Regions from separate parts of the Mus musculus genome. Here region 1 is linked to region 2. A link is a contact called in public HiChIP or PLAC-seq data. All regions are on one chromosome and are shown on one strand. Each heading gives the region's core, a stretch centred on a gene start, on an enhancer-like site or on the middle of the called end of the contact. The rest is flanking DNA. Distances are from core to core; before and after follow the strand shown.

Region 1 (3,765 bases), core at 672-3,171, 160 kb before region 2:
TCACTGCCTATATATGAACATGCTTTCATTCCCTTTCAACCTGAGAGTAGAAGTGTCAGGACACTGTGAACCGAGGGTGGGGGATAGCTGTGAGCTAGTCATAAAGGAGACATCACCACTCGTCTCACACTTCAAAATGCACCACATTTAGCAGCATCTTTCAAGTAGTAAGTACTCAATTCTATTAGGTGATTATCCCTGTAAAGTTTCCATAGGAATCATGAAGACCTGCAGATGTGCAAACCAGAGAATGGTTTCTCAATTTTCTCACTGCAGGTGAGGTAAGCAGTTGCATAAAACCTGCTATCAGCCATCAGAAAGTCAGCAAAGCAACAGGCAGGGAAGCTTCAAGGAGAAACTGAGATTCCACAGACAAAACTCACTTTATGACTATCAGTTAAAAATTAAGAGTGTAAAACAGAGCTACATAGAAAGAGTGTGTACTTAAGTATCACTCAGATATAATTTCTATTCACTTTAAGGATCCTTCCCTTTGACCTTTCAATACTAAAGATTCGATGGGAGATCCATTTTTTCCTTACTCAGACAACAAGAGCAGACTGCCTGCACAAGCCAGGCATTGTGTTGAGGCTGGGATACAATGGGAGAACATACACCCACCCAGCCTTGATCTGAAGGCACTTATATGTGAGTGGGGTTAATCAGCTAATATGAAACCCACACAACTACAGGAGTTCCCACATTGGGCAGTGAGCAGGAGCTAGGAAGGAGCTGCCCCAGTAAACAGATGGGCAGAGAAACCGCTCTCTAAGCAAAGAGGGATAGGTGGCAGAAGATCCAAAGTGTCTCTCCAGCTCCTACAGGGAAGCCTACAGTACACTGTGCCAACAGTGTCACAGAATGGGGTCCATGAAGGAGACAGAGGAAGCTCAGGGCCATATGTTCTTAGCATAGAGCTCACCCTACTCTGCAGAGAAGGTATACATGACCTGTTGTATCATTTCTTCAGGTGACTCCCAGAAAAGCATCTATATGACCAAGTATAATTAGTCCATCCCTTGTGTCAGTCTTAAGCCTTCCAAAGGGGAGAGCAATCTAAAGAACACAGCTACCTAAAAAAATCACATACTAAAAATGGTCCTAAAGTTTCTGAAAAATTCTTGGCTGGTAGGCAATGATACTTCACCAAAACATGTGTTTGCAACCCGGCTGTCATGAGATAAGTGGTACTAAACTCCATCAACAACAAAAAGGCTATCCCACTGCAAAGTTATGGTAATCTTCTGTTTTGCATTTGGAAAACAAAAAACAAAAAAAACTTGAACTGACAAGGTTTTTGGACAAAATATAACAATCTGATTCATCAAAGCATAAACTGACTTATTTAAGGGTTGAAAATACATCTTATAACAAAGTCAGCAGACACAATAAAAATGAATGTGCACTGAACCTGTACCACTGAGAGAATAGGGAAAGACAGATTTCTTTTGGCCATCTCCAAGTATTTTTTAAAATGGTAAATGAACATAGCAACTGAAAATTATAAGAGTTTTTTACATTTAAGGAAAATAATTTATTTTTCCTAACCATACAACAAAGAGTTACAGTCAGCAGCAACACATTTAAAGGGCTATTTTAAAAAATGCTACTCACTGGCGAAACCCCCTCCCCCAGCCCAGTGTAGCCTTTTCTCTAGCACAAATTATTGATTTGCAAGCAACAGTGACTACTCACAAAACTAAACCTCTTGTTACAGCTTAAGCCACAGCAGATACAAAAGCTTTTGTGATGAGAGAAGGCGGTGTCTGAGATCAAGAGGCTGAAATACCAAGTAGCAAAAATGAATCCTCTAAGAACTATCAAACCAAACAAAAAATAAAATTAGATATAAATTCACGTTTTAGACTGTGGTCAATTGAGGTCTAGACAAAACCCTATGTTTGTTCACTGCCTAGTCTCCAGTCTGCTCCAAGTTTGAAAAGGTAATTGAACACAGTCTATAATTACTGGATTAGACACAGATGGGCTCTGTACATTTCAGGGGGAAAAAGCACTGTTTTGATTCATTTTATGATTGCCTGTAAGGTCAGACTTTTCAGAATGTACTTTCATCTGTTAAATGGTTTCTCAAGCTCCCTAGGGAAGATCTTCAGTAACTGTGCTGTTTTAAGCAATTTGGGCCCATCAGATCCTGTCTTTGAATGTAACTAGCTGCCCATTTTCTAGTATTAGAAACCTGCATGTAGGTTAATTGCTACATCTCTTACATATTTTCTGAAGTTGCAGTTTTGGGGGGAAATTCAAAGACCCTGCCTCTCTTCTAGCAGAAACTGCCTTATGATGAAGATTTTCACATATAAATGTTACTGTTTGATGAATGAGTTTGTATCACTTGAAGTCCATGAAAAATACTTCCTAAAGGGCTCAAGTGAAAAACAGAAAAAGCAAACATTCTTCTGGACACAAGTCGTTAGCAACATTGATATGGTTATCTTCCAGCCGGGTAACTTATAAAGCAAAGCATATTCTTGACTAAACCCTTGCATATGGCTTTTTAAGAATTGCAAATGACCAGGAATTTTGTCTGTGCTAAAACAAAACAAGCAAAACTACTTCCTAATCTAAAAAAAAGAGGCCCTCCCTACTATAAACACAGCACTCTTTATCCAGCAGGACAAGCATGAAGTCACCACACAGCACCACATAAATCCCCAGAGCCCGCTCCCTGATGCATAGGCTCCAGATCCCTGTGCACGGACTCCCAGCCCTGGCTGAAACGCCATTGCCTTTGCTTGGTGTGCTGAATACACAGGCAGACACTTCTCAGGCCCCAACCCTGTCAGACGACCCTGGGGAAAACAGCTTGAGATGGAGGGCTGCCTTGTAGCCAGTCTGTGCATTCCTCGTGGATTTCCCACCCACATCATGACATTAGGAACATTTTTTTTCAATCTCCATTCCAATTAAAGCTTCATTTTCTATTCCCTAAACTCACTTTTGTTGCCATACTGATAGAGTAGAAATGTCCTAACTCCAGAAAAGTGAAAACAGAAAGTACAGGATACAGAATAGTCTCAAGGTTCCATTTTCAGAAGCTGCTGTGAGTGTTCGGGTTTTACAGCAAAGAGGATTTTATGGCCACAGAATAAATCCTAAGTTGCTGTTCTTCTTGAAATCACATGTGTGTAGGCCTAAAACAGGTTTTCACAGTCACAGTTGGCAGTTTCACCAACACTCCTGGTAAGACACACAAACATGATCAATATCACCTCTTCTTGTCACAAAATCAGACAGTTTCTAAGGCACAAAGATAATGGTGTGTTTTAACAGCACTGATTTGAACTGAGGCACATTTTGCAGAAGCAACTGTTTCTGTCACTACAGATGGCTCATTCCTGCCTCTAAAAGAAGTCACTGCAAGTATAATGATCTTGCACAGACCCAAGAAGTAGCTCTAAAATTAAGCCTACTTTAAGTTATAGGACCCAGGAAGTGTCTCTAAAATTAAATCTTCCATAAGTTATATCTTCACGGAAAATGAACAACTACCCCGATTTCCCACTTCACATGTGTACAGATTTTCTTATACCGATTTGCTCAGCTTAAGATTGACCTGTATTGAATGACTAGAAGCAGAGTAGCATGTAAGTGCTGTAGAAAATCATTCCCAATTTCCGCCCTTGCTCTCTGTAAGGCTCATGCTTAAACCAAGATAGGATCAGAATAAGGCATTTGTACAAAACCATGACAGAACTTTGGCCTTGTGATTGTGCCGTTTTATGTTTTCTTCATGTGCTGCACATA
Region 2 (4,008 bases), core at 338-2,837:
ATTAGTTGCCCAGTTTAGCAGGACAGCATCATGCACTTGTAACAAGCATGTGGTAAGACACCGTGTAGATCTGGAGGCCTATAAAACCTGACCTTATAAATCTGCGAGCATCAGCTGCATACAGCAGCCTCCCATGTGGTGAAAGCCAGACTTGGAAAGAGTTCTTTAGTAATGGGACAGCTGCACCCTACCCCCACGACCCCTCTTTAAAACTCCCCAAGAGGACTCACCAGGGCACATTTAAAGTTTCTATTTCTCACCCAAGAACGCCCTGTCAGACACCTGGGACTCAAGCTAGTTCTAGGATGAGGATATAGGATGCTTAGGACTGAGTGCCTTGCAGGTGCCCTTCAGGATAAAGTGCCACCCTGGCCACTTCTCCCTCCTTTCCTGCCTCTTAGTCAGGTCGTGTTGCCTCTGTGCTGGGTGTAGGGGTGTCAAGCCCAGCACCTTGTGTGTGTTAGGCAAGTAGTGCTTCACTGAGCCACACCTCACCCTTCCCTGCCCCCCCCCCCCCCCCCCAGAGGACAGGACAGTATATATTCATGGTTTCCGTTGTTGCAACTCCCTGCTTTGCTGGTGTGAGGAAGAAACTGCATAGCTGATATGTAAAGGAATGGATGCTGGCATGCCAATAAAACCATTCATAAAAACAAGTGTCTGCATTTGGCCCCGAGGCTGCGTTTATTAGGCTCTGCTTGGAATGGTAGGTGTCTAAGCACCTAGTGTACAGGCATTTACTCCCTGGGGGATTAACATGGGCAGTCCCAGGATTTGTACTGACAACCTGGAACTCCCAGCAGGCTTAGTTAAGTCCCAACAGTGTGCAGACAGTTCCCTGGGACACTGAGACAGTTGTCACTGTTCTCTTACATCCCTCATGGACAAGGAAAGCCAGATTTGGGAGTTAAACTGTTTCCCCTGGTCCAAACAACTATTTCAGTAAGATTTGAAGCAGTTATTCTGGGCTCCAATGCACAGCAAAAAAGCTGGAAAACAGATACCACAGTAGAGGCCCTACAACAGTGTGTCCTTTGCTTCGTTCGGGTCAGTAGGCTTTCTGATGATGTGACTACCTTCTAGAATTCTGAAGCCTGGATGTGGCTTTACCCTGTGGCCTTGGGTGACTAAACTCCACTGCCACCAATCTGAAAAAAAAAAAAAAAAAGAAAGAGAAAAAGAAAAGAAAAGAAAAGAAAAGAAAAGAAAAAAATCTGGTAGTATTGCCACAAGGACTAAGTAAAACACGTGGAAAACTTCTTGGGAGGTGAAAATACTGAGTAAATGTTAGTTTATCTAATTTTCCAGAAGAGTCCGGGCAGTAGATGTGACAGAAGTTTTCTCTGAATTAAAATCTTTTCCGTTGGCATCTCCCTCCGTAGTCCCCAGCTTTGGCACGCGCCTTCCACAGGTGGAACCAACTGTGATGCTGATTAAAACCCCCCACCCGCCCCGTAGCTGAAATCGGTGGTGAGCTTTGCTGGCCCCGCCGGCCCCACAGGGAAGGGCTTTGAGCCTTTGGAGCAGACAGGCCGATGCAGGGGGCAACTCCCTGCCGGCCCCTCAGAGGAGGCTCCCGGCAGCATGGGGTTCTGTTTAGGGAAGCCGGTTCCCTGTCTGGGCAGATGGCCTGCAGGGACGGGGCTCGGCTGATCTGGTTTCAACTAATTCTATTAAATGGAAAGTTCTGTAGAGCAGATTCCTTCGCAAGCCTCTGTCCACATGGTGATTTAATCGAGTAAATTAAAACATGGTTGCTCTCTGTCCCCCTTGTTTTTTGCGGTGGTGGCCCGGTAGGGAATCCAGTGGGGAGGAGGGGAGGCCCTGCTTGTGTAGGGGCTTTGGCTGCAGGCTGTGTCGGGAGCCCTTGGGGGCGTAGACAAAGCTCTGGAAAGGCAACACGGGACCTGCAGAGTTTTAGGCTAGGGCAGTAGGTTTTAAGAGTGACTTCTAGCAATTCATTAACCCCCTCAAGGTGCTGATAGCGGCTGAGCAAGGTCTCCCAGGAAAGTGGTATTAACCAAAAGCAAGCCGAGGAAGACAACCTAGGAGCCAAGAGGAAGGAGACTCTGTGTTCCGGGAACTGCAGGAGGGAGCCTGGGCAGGGGTGTGGCTGTGGGTGGGCGGAGGTATCTATGTGACATCTCACATCCTGGGAGGATGGGTACCTGTTTTCCTTTTCATTCCCCTAGAAACGTTTCTTTCCCTCTACCCGGCTGTGATCATGCGCCTGCTCTGCCCATGCTATTGGGAGTCTCATCTCCCCGATAGCAGACACACTATCATTCTTCTCTGTGGCTTTCGCATCTCTGGTCTTAAGGATTAGAACGTTGTACAATCATGCTCTCACCATCTGTGGGACAGACAGAGCAAAGGAGAGGTGGTGGGCCACAAATTCTGATCATTTGGGCCCCCCTTTCCTCTCTTGTGACTTCCAAGGACATCCACTGGCTCCTCCAGCTCTCTCAGGCAGAGCTGGAGATGGGCTGTACTTGTGAGAAGCACCAGGGCTTGTCATTTCTCCCTGCCACTTGTAAGACAGAGAGTTTCCGTCTGTGTTCAGTTTGCACCGTGTTTCCAGCTGTGTTCAGTTTGCACCGTGTTTCCAGCTAAAACACACTGCCCTTCCTCAGCTGGGCATGGCGGCTTGCACCTTCAATCCCAGCACTCTGGCGGCAGAGGCAGGCAGATCTCTGTGTTGGAGGCCAGCCTGGTCTACAGAGTGAGTTCTAGGAGTCCTGTGAGTAGCCAGGCAAACATTAGGGGGCACCTCCATTTTGTGAATGATGGTAGCTTTCACAAGCACTGGAGCCCAGCTTCATACCTATCTGTGCAGTCTTCTGAGTTAGGCATCCCCAGGACTGAATGGTTTGTTAAGGACCCAGGACAGGAGACAGAAGAGAGGTCTAGAGTCAGGATAGGATGGATCCCTAGACATAGCTGCAGGTAGAGAAATTGGGCTCAACAGCCCTCCCCTTCTGTCATACCCTTTAAGCCCTGGATATCCTCCAGAGCCTTTCTGTGGGGTTGGCTGATAACCAGGCTGCCAGGAATCAGGAAGAGTGTAGCCAGACTTGAGGTGGGTTCTTCCCACAGAGGCAGTGTCTCCTGAGAGCTGCTGGCACCTCATCTTCAGCAACCCCGCCCCCACCACCCCCAACTACCTCCTGGCTGTGAGGATGCTGAGGAGGGACCGCAGCATCTTTAGGGAATCAGGATGACTCAGCTCTTCTGGGAGACACTCTAAACATGGCTGCCCATGCTCTCTCCTGCTGGGGTTCACCTGCTGAGTCACAGGGGCTCAGCTACCTCCTTCCACTATCAGACCCCTGAAGCATGCTTTGATTGTATATCCTGCCATTTAAGGGTCACTCAGGCAGACAGTCTTGCCAGCCTGTTCCAGATTGCCACCCGCCATTCAGCAACCTTCTGCTCTTCCCGGTAGCAAAGGTGTTTTCTTGAGAATGTACATGGTGTTCATGCATGCATGGCTTGCAAGTATATATTCTGTTGAAGCCTGAGGTCAATACTGGGAGTCGTCACCAATGTTCTCCATCTTACAAATTGAGGAAGGTTCTCTCTCACGGAATCCACGGCTAGCTGTTAGGTTGTCAGCTTGTTCAGCAGATTATCTCTGCCTTCTGGGCTCCCAGATGAGGGGTGGCTGCCACACATACCTGGTGTGTTTGTGGGGAGTTGGATTTAAGTTCTGGTGCTCATGCTTGAATGCTCTGCCCAATGTGGCATCTTGACATCTCCAGTGTGTGCACTGGGTTGTCCTGCACAGGGAGCCAGGGAACATCCATGGCTTCAGGCATACCTCTCCTGAGCCATATGATTGGATGAGAACATACCCAGGACCCTGCCTGGATGGTTAAGTTCCTGCACATTCTTAACAAATAAGCTGGGATGCAGTATTTAGTTATGACTGTGTGGCCCTTAGAAGAAAATCACCAAGCAAAAAAAGCAAGACACTACTAGATGGTAGCAGGTCAGGAGTCAGGAGAC

The links. HiChIP or PLAC-seq counts read pairs in DNA pulled down with a chosen protein or histone mark.
Region 1: a contact with region 2 is called in an H3K4me3 HiChIP or PLAC-seq map of craniofacial prominence, with 5 times the contacts expected there. The contact joins two enhancer-like sites. A contact is called at or near these places in 1 of 484 Hi-C or Micro-C datasets (liver), 1 of 115 datasets of contacts at active chromatin or transcription factors (craniofacial prominence) and 2 of 9 other capture datasets (embryonic stem cells and embryonic trunk).

Annotation. Positions count from the first base shown.
Region 1 is chr5:38,063,842-38,067,606 of GRCm38.p6, reverse strand. All of the region lies in intron 1 of Stx18 (syntaxin 18), which reads right to left. Among named protein-coding and RNA genes, the nearest start is that of Stx18, 26 kb to the right of the region's middle. Within about 2 kb of position 1,921, at least 23 of the 459 cell types and tissues checked have an H3K27ac peak or open chromatin away from gene starts, as enhancers often do. A contact at or near this core is called in craniofacial prominence, where this site is marked.
Region 2 is chr5:37,899,725-37,903,732 of GRCm38.p6, reverse strand. No RefSeq gene overlaps it. Among named protein-coding and RNA genes, the nearest start is that of Gm20052, 8.0 kb to the right of the region's middle. RefSeq lists an enhancer at 1,240-2,627. Within about 2 kb of position 1,587, at least 19 of the 459 cell types and tissues checked have an H3K27ac peak or open chromatin away from gene starts, as enhancers often do. A contact at or near this core is called in craniofacial prominence, where this site is marked.